Linked DNA regions of Mus musculus: all the other regions are linked to region 1. A link is a contact called in public Hi-C and HiChIP or PLAC-seq data. All regions are on one chromosome and are shown on one strand. The core of a region is the stretch at or near the end of the contact, and the rest is flanking DNA. Distances in the headings are between cores, read along the strand shown.

Region 1 (4,307 bases), core at 315-2,814:
TTGATTTTATGTTTCTCCTGAAATTCCAAATAGATGTTGAAAAATCAACTTTTAAAAATATATATATATTTTTTTTTTATTTTAAGTGTATGTGTGAATACCTACATATACCTACGAACCTCACATACATGCTTAGTGCCCTCAGAAGATGAAAAGGAAGTCAGATCTCTGGAACTGGGAATACAAATGATTGTGACCCACCACATGAGTGCTGGGAATAGAACCCCGGTCTTCTGCAAAAAGAAATAAATGTTCTTAGACACTGAGCCATCCCTTAGGTCTCTTGAATAGTCAAAATACCTTTGGTCTGTCTTGTTGGTAAGAGTTAAAGTATACCATTTTGGTTTAAGAACTCAATAGTAAGTGCTTGCCTAGGAAGCCCTTGTGTTTGTTGCCTAGCAAAACAAAACAAACAAAATAATATTGTGGTCATTATAAGTGCGGAAATGTTCGTTCTCCACTCATTAGATGAGACTTTATTTGCCTCAGGACCAGAATTCCTTGCTCTCCCAGCAGTGCTGCAGAAAGACCAATGGTGGAGGTGGTGGTCTTTTAGATCGTATACCTGCAAATGAAGACAAAGCACACAGAAAGCAGAGGAAAAACTCCCAAGTCTAGGTTGGCATAAGATGACCAACTGCACAAGCAGCAAAGCTAACAACAAAGGCATGGGTCAGGGCGTTCTCACAGGAAGGGACATGCTATCAAGTGCCTAGCTTCAATTATATATGCTGATTAACTTTAAGGACTTGACATTCACTGTTAATTTTTCCCTAAAGGGAAAATGATCATAGAGTCTCCAACACCCAGCAACAAAAAGTGACTCCCCCAGAACAAGACACAAAAGCTCACAGAATGAGGAAGAGTGGAGCTTCTCACACCTTTTGTGACAAATAAAACTCGTGACCACAGTACACTTGATACTTCACGGTTGGGCTTGAGCATTTCTGCACACTGTTCAGTCTGTGTTATGTTTTCTGTAAGCAGAATCAAAGAAGGTAGAGGCAGCCGCAGAGCTGCACTCTGTTTTCAAAGGTGCAGTTACACTTCTAAACTGTGGCAACAAGACACACCCTGAAGAAAGAGAGCTTTGCTTCTTCACATGAAAACAGAAACCAAGATAGCTTATGATGTCTCCTACATACCAAGAACGTGGCCCGACCTTTAAAAGCCATGTTGAGGTAAACAGGCCTGGTACTTAACACAGCATGTTGTTCCACTAAAGGGCCCTCCCACCATCTTCTGCTCTCCCTACTTCTAGCTCCAAAGCTTCTGGATATCAAATTTTTCATCAAAAAACTTCCTGTGGCCCATTGTCTTAGGACCCAGTTCTTTAGAGAATGCAGGTCATCTGGGTTCATTCCTGTTAACCCCAACATTCAGGTCAAACATCAGCTTTGTGTGCAGGAAGAGAGTCACTGGAGACCCAGCCTTTGTGGAAAGCAGTGTTTTCGCGACAGAGGGTTCTCACACAGGGGCAGATTGACGTAGAAGAGTATGAGCTGCGGAGAAAACTGGGGAAGTGGCATAATGTGGGAAGCTGCCCAAGTTGCCCATGTGTGGATGCAATACAGTGGGAAACTAGCACCCTTTACAGTTTTGCAACTTCCTTACAGGGTGGCGCACACATGGGATGAGGGACGAACGTTCATGCTGACACTTTCAAGGCAGTTTCTGGATATAGATTAGAAAATGAAGGCTGCATAAGGAGACCTTGAGCAGGGGATCTGGACAAGCAATGATTTTCAACTCCATTTCCCACACAGTATCCTCTCCCCTTTCCTCCCCTCCCCTCTCCTCCCCTTCTCTATTCCTCCTTTTCTTTTTGTTATTGTTTCCCTATCACTCATTCTCATTCTCTCTCTACTCTTCTCTCCCCTCTCTCATTCATATGAGCTAAATTGTAAAAACGCACAGTTTTGGGCCTCCCTGCCAAATCACAACTATTGTGGAAAGCATGGCACCTAGCAGCTATCTACTTAGCACCATGCTCGACAATGTTGTTGTCAATTTCCCTAGCAATCCAAGATACATCTAGGACACGGTAAGGAAACCATGTAATTCCTGTATATGGCACAATGTTGGTCACACTGTAAATTGCACAGATTGTCACTTCTTCCCCAGCTGGCCAATACATTCATTGATAAGAAAGACGCATGTATTAAGTGCCTATTACTTTGCCCAGTACTCTGCGGTGTGCAGAAAATGTAGTGGTGACTAAAACAGATGCTCCGGTATGGTCAAGTGACAGCATCAAATAAGACAAATATCAAGAAATGAGTCATAGTCACGTCAGATATTTGGTATACACTGATAAACAGACTAGCAGAATGCACAGTAACATCATGCAGAAAGAAAAAAGGAGGTTACAATTTGGCTTCATACTGAAGCTCAATGGTGCTAGTTACCGAGGTTAATAGATAAGGAATGAGAAAAAGCCCATATTATGAGAATTTTCAATGTAACTGGACAGACAGAGTGCTATACAGAAAACAATGTGAAAGCAGCTAAGCTGATTATATGTACATCACTGCAGAAGCAAAGGGACAGAGAGGAGAACTGTAGGGCATAGTGAAGGAGCAATTAACCGATCTGTGAATGCCTTGGTTGGCATATGAGGAGGCTTGGAGACACAGGTAGAAGAAACAAAGGAAGGTTTTGGACTTTCAACCAAGAGATTTCATTGTCACAGAAAGACTGCTGATAGTCATCAAAACTGGTTTTCACTTTGCAAATTGCGTCAATACAGAGGTTGACAAATTTTGATCAAATGTTCTATCTAGATGCCAGGGGGTGGCTTCAAACTTTAAACTCCTGAAAGGATGTTTTATTCATCACTCTGGGTGTCAGGGGAGAGTCTGAACTAGTTGTTGGCACAGAGTTACAAACATGTGAGTGTGCATTGGATGGACGAATGGGGAAGTAAAGAAACTGGGGCTCGTGGCAATGAGGCTTATGAAAGAAGTTCAGACCTGGGCCAGTATAGACATGGGTGACACCTCTGACATTCAATACTAAATAGCCCGAAGTCACCAGCCTTTGCCTTACCGGCAAGCTAAAACAGGTAAAGCAATGTGAGCTGTAGATTAGAGCCACATCTTATGCCTATATCCCTGACCAAAGTCTAAAACCGCTCTTCTAGGCTTGGCTTATGAACCATAGGAAAGTATGAATGCTCTAGTGAGGAGTAGTTCCAAAACTGCTCTTGTATTCCCACCACCTTCCTTGTTAATTTTTCAAGTAGTCTGTTTACTCTGCTACTCTTGTGGAATAAACAGTCCCCATCTCCCCTCAGACACCTGCCCCAACAATACTAGAGGCCCAAAAGCCTACAGACACCTACAAAGTGGAGTGCCTTAGTCACAAGGAAGTCTCAAAGTGGTTCATTGCCTGCCTCTTTCTTCTTCCTTTCCTTTGCCTTAACAGACCTGTCTGTAGCTTATTGCTGTCAAGAGGCCCTAAGAAAACTGCACTCTTCTCTTCTTCCTTAGAAGTTAAAATATTGTTTTACTATTTTTGGGGGGCCCTCATCATTACCAACTGGGACTCCGTGTGTGTGTGTGTGTGTGTGTGTGTGTGTGTGTGTGTGTAGGTATGTGTGTGTGTGTGTGTGTTTGTATGTATGTATGTGTGTAGGTGTGTGTAGGTGTGTGTATGTGTGTGTAGGTATGTGTGTGTTTGTCTGTCTGTGTGTGTGTGTAGGGGGGTGTGTGTGTGTGTGTGTGTAGGTATGTGTGTGTGTGTTTGTATGTATGTATGTGTGTAGGTGTGTGTATGTGTGTGTAGGTATGTGTGTGTCTGTCTGTCTGTGTGTGTGTGTAGGGGTGTGTGTGTGTGTGTGTGTGTGTGTGTGTGTGTGTGTGTGAAATGGGTTATATAGCCCTGCTTCTGAAGAGCCTTTGACATAGAGATGGATCTGGAAATGGGCGAGAGGTGCAGTAAAGGAAGCAGAAGAGTCTAGAGTCAGCCTCAGTTGTACCCTGGATATTGGCCCCTGGGATCCTTCATCATTTTGACAACTAACTCTACTAACTCTAAACGACTTCCATTAGAGATACCAGCATGGCCCTCCACTACCCATAGCAATTCCCACCAAGGCATAAGGAAAGAAAGCATGAGTGAAGTGGAGGTCTGACAGAGACTCTTCATGTCAGTTGTGTGACTGTGGTTGGTGTGAATATGTGCGTGGAGCTGTCTTCTCCCCTTCCTCCTATCACTCACTGGCCAGGGAGAGGCTGGGATGGATGGCACACAACTGTGACAAACTGCTGGGTGTAATCTCAAGCTTCAAGGACCCTCCTCTAGAA
Region 2 (4,595 bases), core at 1,632-4,131, 310 kb after region 1:
CTCACTGTTATGAGGCTCCTGTCATTATTCGAATGGCATCTGTCACAGTCGTAGGATACAGAGACCCATGAGCTCATCGGATCCTATCTCCCTTCCAGGGCAGGATATGTGTTCTCAGAGTGCTTCCTGGTCTAAGGTCTGCTTTGGAGTTTATTTATCCTAGGTTACAGCAAACATGGCTTCAAAAAACAGGAAATAGGGCCTGGTCTTAGCTAATTATGATTCCAGTTGGAACAAAGCCATGGAGGTATTGTGGAAGAAAAGCTCGCATTTCCATACAAGGCTGTATGGGACCTCACTGGCCATCCGGAAGTGGAGGCTTCCCAGTCCTGACAACCCTCATAAGAGTTCGGAGGCTCACTTAGTCTTACTTCCATGTTTCACAGGGCCAACAAAATTAAGCACAGCTATCTCAGCGTGTGACATTCTTAAATTGATCCCGATTCACAGCCAATTTAATTTCCTCTCATTTTTGATCCATGCCAGCATTTCAGAACTGTTCAATGAAATGCTTAATTAATTAAGACTGATTGAAAAGGAGTCCACATGTGTCAGGTACAAAGGAAAGGAGAAAGCAGGCAAGGATTCCGAAACTCATTTTGTATGAAGGGAGCGTCTTTTAGATGGTGAGTTTGGGTTTCAACGCAATTCCAAGAAACACTTCCCTACCAGTGTCTATACTGCTGATCACACCAAGAAGCAACAGTATTGCTTGCCGGATATGGAAATAAATCCTTGATGTGGATTATCTAGCTTAACCCATAAAAGATGACATTATGGTTCGCATTAAGGAGAAGTGGAAAAGGAAGTTACACCAGGTTAGATAATTTTCCCAAGGCACACGGCAGTAAATGAATAACTAATTCAGTCTCCAGCTAGGCTGCCTCTTGAGAACAACTCCTTGGCCGCAATGTTGTGCTGATTTTTCTAACCCGTAGATTATATTTGGAGAACATTGCTTTCAGAGAGAAGTGAGAGGCGACATTCGTCAGATAATTTTAACCAAGGCCCTATTTCCGAGATGTTTTCTTTCTTCCCTTCCATGGGCCTCCACTGACCCTCTTTGTGTCCCCCTGTGGTCCTCATTTCCACCTTCTCTCTTCACCATCAAACCTCTGAATTGTAACTGAGCTAAGATGCCCGAGACAGGATCCCAGAATAACTCCTTTTTATCCTGCCTGGGTTTGGGAATAGAAATAATCTCTTGGGTCTGACATGGCAGTTTGTCCCACATTTCCACTCTTGTTTTTGATATTTTGGACAAATATACTATAATCCTTACCCTACCTTACAGGTAGCAAGCCTGGAGCTCAGAAATCAGGTACAGCTCTGAGCTGAACTGGAACTGACTTCAGATAGATGCCCACAAAACAGTGACAGTGCCTACTGAAGCTCAACAAGTCCCCCCTCATGGCAGTGTGACTAGCTGGCCAGCCTCGAGGGGATTCGAAGCCCCACCCACGTGGCCCAGATGTCATTTACAGAAGTTAAATGTTCTTGGTCAGCTGAGGTTTCTGTGAGAGCTTCTGTTTGTATTGACTGTGGTATTGTTCACCTCTTACCATAGAAACCACGTTATTTCGGTCTCCTTTTGGTTGTTTCTGTGTTGCTTTAAATATTGTCCCAATTCAAGGGCAAATGCAAGGTCAATGTGAGCTTCATCAACAAGTTTAAATGGCAACCTCCATCTATGAGAGCAGAGTTGAAAGAGAGGAGTCAAAACACCTGTGTCCTAGCCCTCCTCTGCTGGTAGATTTAATTGAAGAGGGGGGTCTGTTTCCACAGAGTCACCAGCAGCAGTAAACTGGAGAAACCCACAGTGTAGCAATCTCCAAGTATTAAACATTCACATCTCTTGGTGTTCTTGACCGACTCTGCTGCACGGACAAGATGTCATCTATAAGCAATTGCTATTTTAGAAGACTGGAACCTTTCCTTCCTGAGAAAGCCCATATCTGAAAGAAGATGTCCTAGGAAGAGAAGGTATATGGTGAGCGTAGGTAAAGGCAGCTTGGTTGGTAAAGAAAGAGCAGAAGTGATCCTGGGTCTCCGGCCTGCCGAGGATGCTTCTGTGGGTGGTCTCAGGATCTGGGTGCACTTTTCTCCTGCAGACCCTGTTTCAAGATAGCTCAGCAAGATTAGCTCACCCAAACAACAAGTCACACACCCTTCTGTGCCCTAGATACCAGATAAGAACTGACAATCAAAGATAAGGAAGATTCTGCTTTTAAAATAAGCTTGTAGCTTATCAAAGGAAGAAACAAGCTGATACAAGTTTTCAAGGGAGTCTTGCAAAGAGTTAGATGATGCAGAGTTAAGGTAACAAAAGCCATCAACACTAAGGAGTCTTTTTATCTTGTAAGCTATGTAGCTAGCCTTTCTGTTTAAACCTTTCATTACTTAAGACATGTTTTCCAGGTCTGAGTCTCCTATTCAATTGCCTTCTCAGGACTGCAAGCACCATCTGAAGTTGTCCTGTCCCTCCTATGTGGCTTGACAAGGAACAGGACCTTATACTACTTCATAGTGTTCTACAGTCATCTCGGAGATGATGTGTCCTAGTCTAGTAGCAAGTTTCTTTCAGGCAACATTGAGACTCTTAATTATTTCTTCAGTAATACTTGACCCAACATTAGGCACATGAGATGTTATCACCAGATATTCCCATCAGAGTTTGCACCAGAATCCCTACTTCCTTGCCCTGAAGTTGGGGAGGCCTCTGATGGACACGGGACTTGCTTTCACTAATTGATTCACTTCTGGCAGAAGCTGAAGAATTTCAGCCTTTGTGTTTTTATCCTCTGGCACGTGTCAGGGTGGCAGCTGCTTTTCAGCCTGATCCGAGCAAAGCCCTCCACCCCCACCCCTGCCAGCCCAGAGCGTTCACACAGCGAGAGTAGGAAGTGTCACTGACTGCGTGACAACTGAGGTTTGGCACCTGTCACCACAGCGTAATCATCCCAGCCAACACACAGAAGAACACAGCAAATATTTGTTGATGTGTGTACTTATGGCTCCTAGACACCAGACTCTGAAGGAAGAAAACAAAGTCAAAAGGCTACTTATGCTGGACCAACAAAACCCTGTTCAGTACATTCTGTATCTACCTATATCTGCCTCACAGTCTGATGCTGCCGAATCCTATGTTTATGGTATGGTAGTCCATACATACATTCCTAGGGTAGAGTTTTGTTTATAAATTAGTAAGAGGTTAACATCAGTAACTTATAATACAATAGAATGGTTGCCATAGCATACTCTATAACACAGTTATTTATAACTTAACAATTTTTAAAATTTTACTTCTGGAATTTTCCATTTATATCTTCGGACTGTGGTTGACCATAGGTAACTGAAATTATGGAAAGCAAAACCACAGATAGTGAGGGTAGCTACATTCATGGCTGCTGTTCATGTTTCTGAAACATCACTGTTTCAGATCTCGGGTCTGAAAGACCCTCCCCTGTCTTTCGCTCTGAGGCGTCTTGGTCTGTAGGTATTGGTGGCCAAAATGAGAAACCTAAGGCCTGGAAAAGGGGGATGAGCCGGGAGCAAACTCAAACAGAATTGCAACGATGAAAGGGAAAGCTTTAATGAAGAAACTCTTGAAGAACACCCAGATAAAAATTCCTGGGAAGGCTGGGAGTGGAGCTCAGTGGTGAGGCTTGCCTAGTGTGGAAATGACAGAACTTGGCCTCTGTTATCAAGGAAACCTGAACTGCTTGGAAAGCATTTCACCCTCCTGCTGCTGTGTGTTTCTGAGCAAGTTACTTCACCTCTCTGACCAGGGCAGAGCCTTCATCTACAGAACAAAATAGAGAGAGCAGAGCTCAGCACCCAGAGGGGTGGGTGTGGTGGGAAGAGCCCTTTACATTCTGAACTTTGATAGGGATTTCCAGATGTCAACTGTCAGAGTACTCACCTGGTACCACAGAGCCTTGGGTTCGAATCCCAGTGCTACAAAAATCAGGTGTGGTCATGCATGCTCAAAATCCCAGCACTCAGTAGTCTTGACACTCAGGAGATAGAAGCTGGAGGGCCAGGGCTTCAAGGTCATCCTTGGCTACATAGTAAGGTTATCGCAGGCTGCATGAGACCCTATTTTAATTAAAGACAAACAAACAAACAAACAAAAAATGCCTCTTTTCCAGTAAAATAGGCATGATTTTTGGACTGTTTTTAGCGCACAGATACTGTGTTTTATTAATGCTTCTACAAAAATAAAAAGAGATGGAAAGATTCATTAAAAAGCCATAAACCCCAAACAAGTTCTGTCTGAACTCAACCCCCGGGAAACACGGAAGCTCCTGACCAGAGTGCAGCAATGTGGCCGTTGGCCCCTGGGGAGGCCGGGATGACCCTTGTTCCATGCATCCAATGCACCTAACCTCATTCAGAAAATGCTCTCTCTGGACCGTGCTCAAGGAGGGCTGCTCAAGTTATGGAGTCTATGATGGGGTACACAGAACGGACTTCATTCCTCCCGGACTTTGTAGGAGGACTGAGGCGTCAGTGCCCTCTACTATGATGCCACCAGTCAGACGTCCCTTGGGCAGCCCCACTGTCCTCTTGTTCCAACTGGATGTGGCTCCAGC
Region 3 (4,414 bases), core at 79-2,578, 430 kb after region 1:
CCTATCTGCTCTTTCATCAGCACACTGAGAAGGGTGACAGAGCACATGACAGTGACTGGGCTTTGCTGCCCAAGATGCAAGAAGCTTTCTGAAGCACCCCGAAAATACCTCAGCAGTCACACTTGGAGAAAACTCTTGAAATCATTGCCAGAGATTTAACAAAGACTTGGTTCAAAGACTTAGAGTCAGGGTTGGGTGTTGTGGAAGAAAAAACGAACATGAAAAATGAGAGAAGACCTGTAAGGAAATTGACAGAATTGTGTTCTGCTGCACAGTAAAGAGTACCACCACATAGGCAGACGTTTAGCTCAAGTGATTGGGGTTGCTGAGGTTTGTGTAGATACAAGGACCACAGAGTAAAAGGCGTGACTTAGCTTGAGTATTATACACAATTAAACCTGCTTAAGATGCAGGAAGGTTGGACCGAGCCAGGATGAGGAGCAGGAGTGGACCATTTCTTCAAAGATTGCTGCAAATGAGATGCGTTCCTCCTTGTGACCTAGGCTGCCGACAGCGTGTTTTGCTTGGTTTGCACCAATGCCCTGGCTCGTGGTCACTTGCTCTTAGTGGCCAGTTTCATTTCCTGGTTTTGAGAAGATGGCAGTGAGGCCCATGGCTTTGGCACGCTGTCGCTGTAGGAAGTGTGCAGTTTGAAAATGTCAAAGCCAGCAGGCTCATGCCCAGTGCATGCTATCCATCAGCAAAAGTCTCTGGACACCTAATGAGCCCCCTGCAAGTTCAAACAGCCAAGAGCTGGATGATTAAGATCTTGCCTTAAAACTGCCTACCCTAACCAAGAGGGCAAGATCAAAAGGGAAATTGAAGTAACAACTATGTGGATGAATAACGTATTCTTGACCACTGTGCTTGTGGACCAAGAATGCACCGGACAACATTGGCCTCCTTGGAAAGGACCTGGTATCTAGAGTCCAGAATGATGTGTTATCTCTATTCCACTACCAGCTCTTGATCTTGAATGAGACTCTTAGCCTGTCAGGACCTTAGTTTCTTCACCAGCAAAGTAGAGGGGAGGAATGAACCTCTCTTTATCTCTGATTGATTAGAGTTTGTGTGTGTGTGTGTGTGTGTGTGTGTGTGTGTGTGTGTGTGTGTGTGTGTGTGTGAATGATAGCATAGGTGTAGGTACAGGGAGACTCCTGTTCAGTCATGAGGTATGGAGTGGTCCTCAAATTTCACTTATTCTTGCTATTGTAGCAGGGTAGAAAGAAGTAAATTTAGAAAAGGCATCTTCTGCCATTGTCATTAAACAGAGAGAGAAGCAGAGACCACAAGCAGGAGTCACACAGGCCAGACGCATTCTGCTTCCTCCCTGGGTAGCTAACTTCCTCTTCAGTGACACACAGGTAATGGTGGCTAGCCTTTGCGTTGACAGAGTCGAGGTGAACCCATCGCTTTGAAAATGGGAGGCATCTGAGCAAGCAGTGCACTTCTTGGGCTAGCATTCTTTAGAAAGTTGATCCTCAACTCTGAAGGTTGCAACTGTGTCGTTTGGAATTCATTAAAGGTTCAGCTCAATGAGAGAGAAATAGACATCACAGGTAACTGAGTTACTGGGCATCTTGACAAGAAGGGAAACACATAAGGTAACTTTAATGCTATTTGTGACCGATGCTCCTGGTGTCCAAATAACTAGGGGTGGGCATTTAGAAAGGAGGTTTGGGGTTTTTGTTTGTTTTGTTTTGTTCTGTTTTTATGACTCCTCAAGATAATCAACTTCATCTCATTTTGAAGGGAGAATAGGGCAAAGGAAAACTGAGACACACATCTGGAATTTGGGGTGCTGAGCCTGTGGTTTACTGATGGGAAACTTCCTGTGGGGTTCAGAGACAAGACTCGGGCTGAGGTTCCCCGAACATCCCTGATGCTGGCCGTCCAGGGCAGTGTTGAGTCTTTCCCCTTTCAACTTTTCACCTAACCCCAGTAAACAGGAAATGCAAGCTACTAGAGCTGAACGCACAGCCACTCCCTGGGTCCTCTGGCTCCCTGCCCCCACATAGTCAAAGCACATTATAGTTTGTTTTCCTTTCTGACAGGTTGTACAGCTCATTGAAAATACACACAGCAATCCGAACTCGTTACAAATTACAGCAGGCAGTAATCCTTACTCTGGAACTCTAGAAAACCTCCCCTTGGAAGGGAAATGTGTGCTTGTGAGCTAGTGGGAGCACTGTCCGTTTGGAATGCCTGGAAGTCATGAAGTGTGCTGATAGTGGGATGTCATACCTGAAGTTTCACCTGGTGACTTGATATCAAGTTTGTCACTTGAGGGACTTCGGTTGAGAACATAGGAACTCAGAAAGACTTTTAGACTCATGCCCAATGCAAACATGCAGGACGCATTTCAAGTAGAGATTAAAAATGTCCACAGTGGCTAAAACATTTCAAAACAGACACAGCTATGCCACCTGATGCCATGGTGTTTATTGGCTTCGCAAGACAAGTATTCTGTATTTTGTTTATGCTTATTATGTTCTGTTATGTTTATTATGGTTTTTGTGTTTGTTTTGTTTGTTTATTAATGTTGCCTATGGGATCAGTGTGAAACTGACTCTCAGGTATTAGAAGATAAGAGTAGTTAGGTATTGTATCACCTGTGTGAATATTTCGTTTATAAGAATATTTGCATGAGTTGAATATTTATAGCACAGGTTTTAGGAACTTTGAAAATGCACTGTTATTTGTAACAGTGTGTATGCAGGTGGGAGAGCATAAACAAGAGGACTCCCCCCCCCCACCCCCCATTCCTCTACACTCCCCAGTTCATGCCCCAAAGAAAGCATACCTACCAACCACAGGACAAGGCTGTCTCCCTGGCCAGACATTCTCCAAGAGTATGGGTTTATATAAGTAGAGGAGTCTGGTTACCCTCTGAAACTCAAGAGACATATTTTCATACTAGCTTTAATTCTTAAGTGGACATGATTTTCTGAAATCCTTTTCCAGGCTCAGTTGATTAAATTCACAAAGCTACTCTGAGATAATTGCATGTGGCCTGGGTGAGAGTCTGATGAAAGGCAGCTAATATAGAAATAGAGAGAGACAGAGGGCCTGGAGCTGTGTTCATATAGCTTGAAGGAAGCCTTTAGTTCCACCCCAGCATTGCATAAAGCCAGTTGTGGTGTTTCATGGTCATAATCCCAACACTTAGGAAGTAGAGGCAGAAAGCAGGAAGATCCAAAATTCAAGATCATTCCTGACTGTGTTGTTCCTGACTGTGTTGTGAGCCGGAGGCCAGTCTGGTCTCCGTAAGACCATATTGAAAGTCAGGGAAGCTTGAGAGATTGAGAGAGGAGGCCTCCGTGCCAGCAGGGCCACTGGCTTTGGCTCTCCTGAAAACATAATCACAATCACCTACACTGGCTTCTGATAAAGTATGAAGCACAAAGTAGGATTTTACAAAAGAACTTGTTGTGCCTCTTTCCACTGATGGCCTCCCCCAGGCTGGAGCACAAAGTTTTTGCTGCATGATGCGTTTCTTTTCTGTCAGAATTGTAGAAGTTCAGTGAGCCAGATGTGGTAGCACACACCCAGCCAGTTGGGGGCATTAACTGGGAGGATGGTGAACATATGAGTTGAGTTAGCCTGGGCTAAGTTGGGAGAGACCCAGTCTCAAGAAAACGGAAACAATCAAACAAAAACTACCTAATTGACAGCAAATACAAAGGAGTGAGGATGTCGTTCAATTGTAGAGTATGCGTGAAGTTCTAGATTTGGTTCCAAATATCACTGGAAAGAAGGAAAGGGTTTAAATAAGTCATCAGTGAGAATCTAATCCTTCTTTCCAAACCACAAACATAACTTGTGAGCATTCCTGTTTTATATCTTTTATATGTTTTTTGGTTTTTGTTTGCTTTGTGTTCACGTATGCATGTAGAACATGGGGGACACATCTCACACATATGTGTGCGTGGGAAGGCTACAGGTCAGCATCCAATGTCTTCTTCACTTGATTGCTCTCCACCTGAGTTTCTCGAGAGAGTGTCCTTTACGGAATGTTGGACTCAGTGATTGGCCATTAACCCCTGGGAACTGATCTGCTTCTGCACCACTGTCCAGGTGTCTTAATGGCTTCTGTGGGTTTGAACTCAGATTTCCTTGCTTCACTGACTGAAGCATCTCTTCACCCATAAAATTAATGTTTCAGAAAATAATTAACACATAAATATACTTCTGTAGAAGATTCAGAGAGAGAGAAAGCCTTGTTAACGCATCGTGACTCCCAGTCCTAATTGAACTACTGCAGGTCTCTATCAAGGCATTCTGAGGAGCTTAAGATAACTCCTTGAGCTGTAAATCACTTTCTTGCCTCCAAAAACTTTCTTTCAGGCCAGCCCCAGGCCTTTTGGGCACCATGCTTGTAAAGCTGACAATCTACTCACATTCAAATGGACTA

The links. A called contact is a pair of places that touch in the nucleus more often than the background predicts. HiChIP or PLAC-seq counts read pairs in DNA pulled down with a chosen protein or histone mark.
Region 2: a contact with region 1 is called in a Foxp3 HiChIP or PLAC-seq map of regulatory T cells, with 9 times the contacts expected there. The contact joins two enhancer-like sites. A contact is called at or near these places in 8 of 484 Hi-C or Micro-C datasets (CD4 T cells, CD8 T cells, the CH12 cell line and 5 more), 9 of 115 datasets of contacts at active chromatin or transcription factors (CD8 T cells, differentiating embryonic stem cells, double positive thymocytes and 5 more) and 1 of 9 other capture datasets (embryonic stem cells).
Region 3: a Hi-C map of Th1 cells shows a contact between it and region 1, with 3 times the contacts expected there. The contact joins two enhancer-like sites. A contact is called at or near these places in 18 of 484 Hi-C or Micro-C datasets (CD4 T cells, CD8 T cells, Th1 cells and 4 more), 12 of 115 datasets of contacts at active chromatin or transcription factors (CD8 T cells, T-cell acute lymphoblastic leukemia, acute myeloid leukemia and 7 more) and 1 of 9 other capture datasets (embryonic stem cells).

Annotation. Positions count from the first base shown.
Region 1 is chr9:32,923,163-32,927,469 of GRCm38.p6, reverse strand. All of the region lies in intron 1 of Gm27162 (predicted gene 27162), which reads left to right. Among named protein-coding and RNA genes, the nearest start is that of Gm27162, 3.6 kb to the left of the region's middle. Within about 2 kb of position 1,564, at least 12 of the 459 cell types and tissues checked have an H3K27ac peak or open chromatin away from gene starts, as enhancers often do. A contact at or near this core is called in Th1 cells, where this site is marked.
Region 2 is chr9:32,614,442-32,619,036 of GRCm38.p6, reverse strand. No RefSeq gene overlaps it. Among named protein-coding and RNA genes, the nearest start is that of Gm31928, 14 kb to the left of the region's middle. Within about 2 kb of position 2,881, at least 67 of the 459 cell types and tissues checked have an H3K27ac peak or open chromatin away from gene starts, as enhancers often do.
Region 3 is chr9:32,497,200-32,501,613 of GRCm38.p6, reverse strand. All of the region lies in intron 1 of Fli1 (Friend leukemia integration 1), which reads left to right. Among named protein-coding and RNA genes, the nearest start is that of Fli1, 42 kb to the left of the region's middle. Within about 2 kb of position 1,328, at least 108 of the 459 cell types and tissues checked have an H3K27ac peak or open chromatin away from gene starts, as enhancers often do. A contact at or near this core is called in Th1 cells, where this site is marked.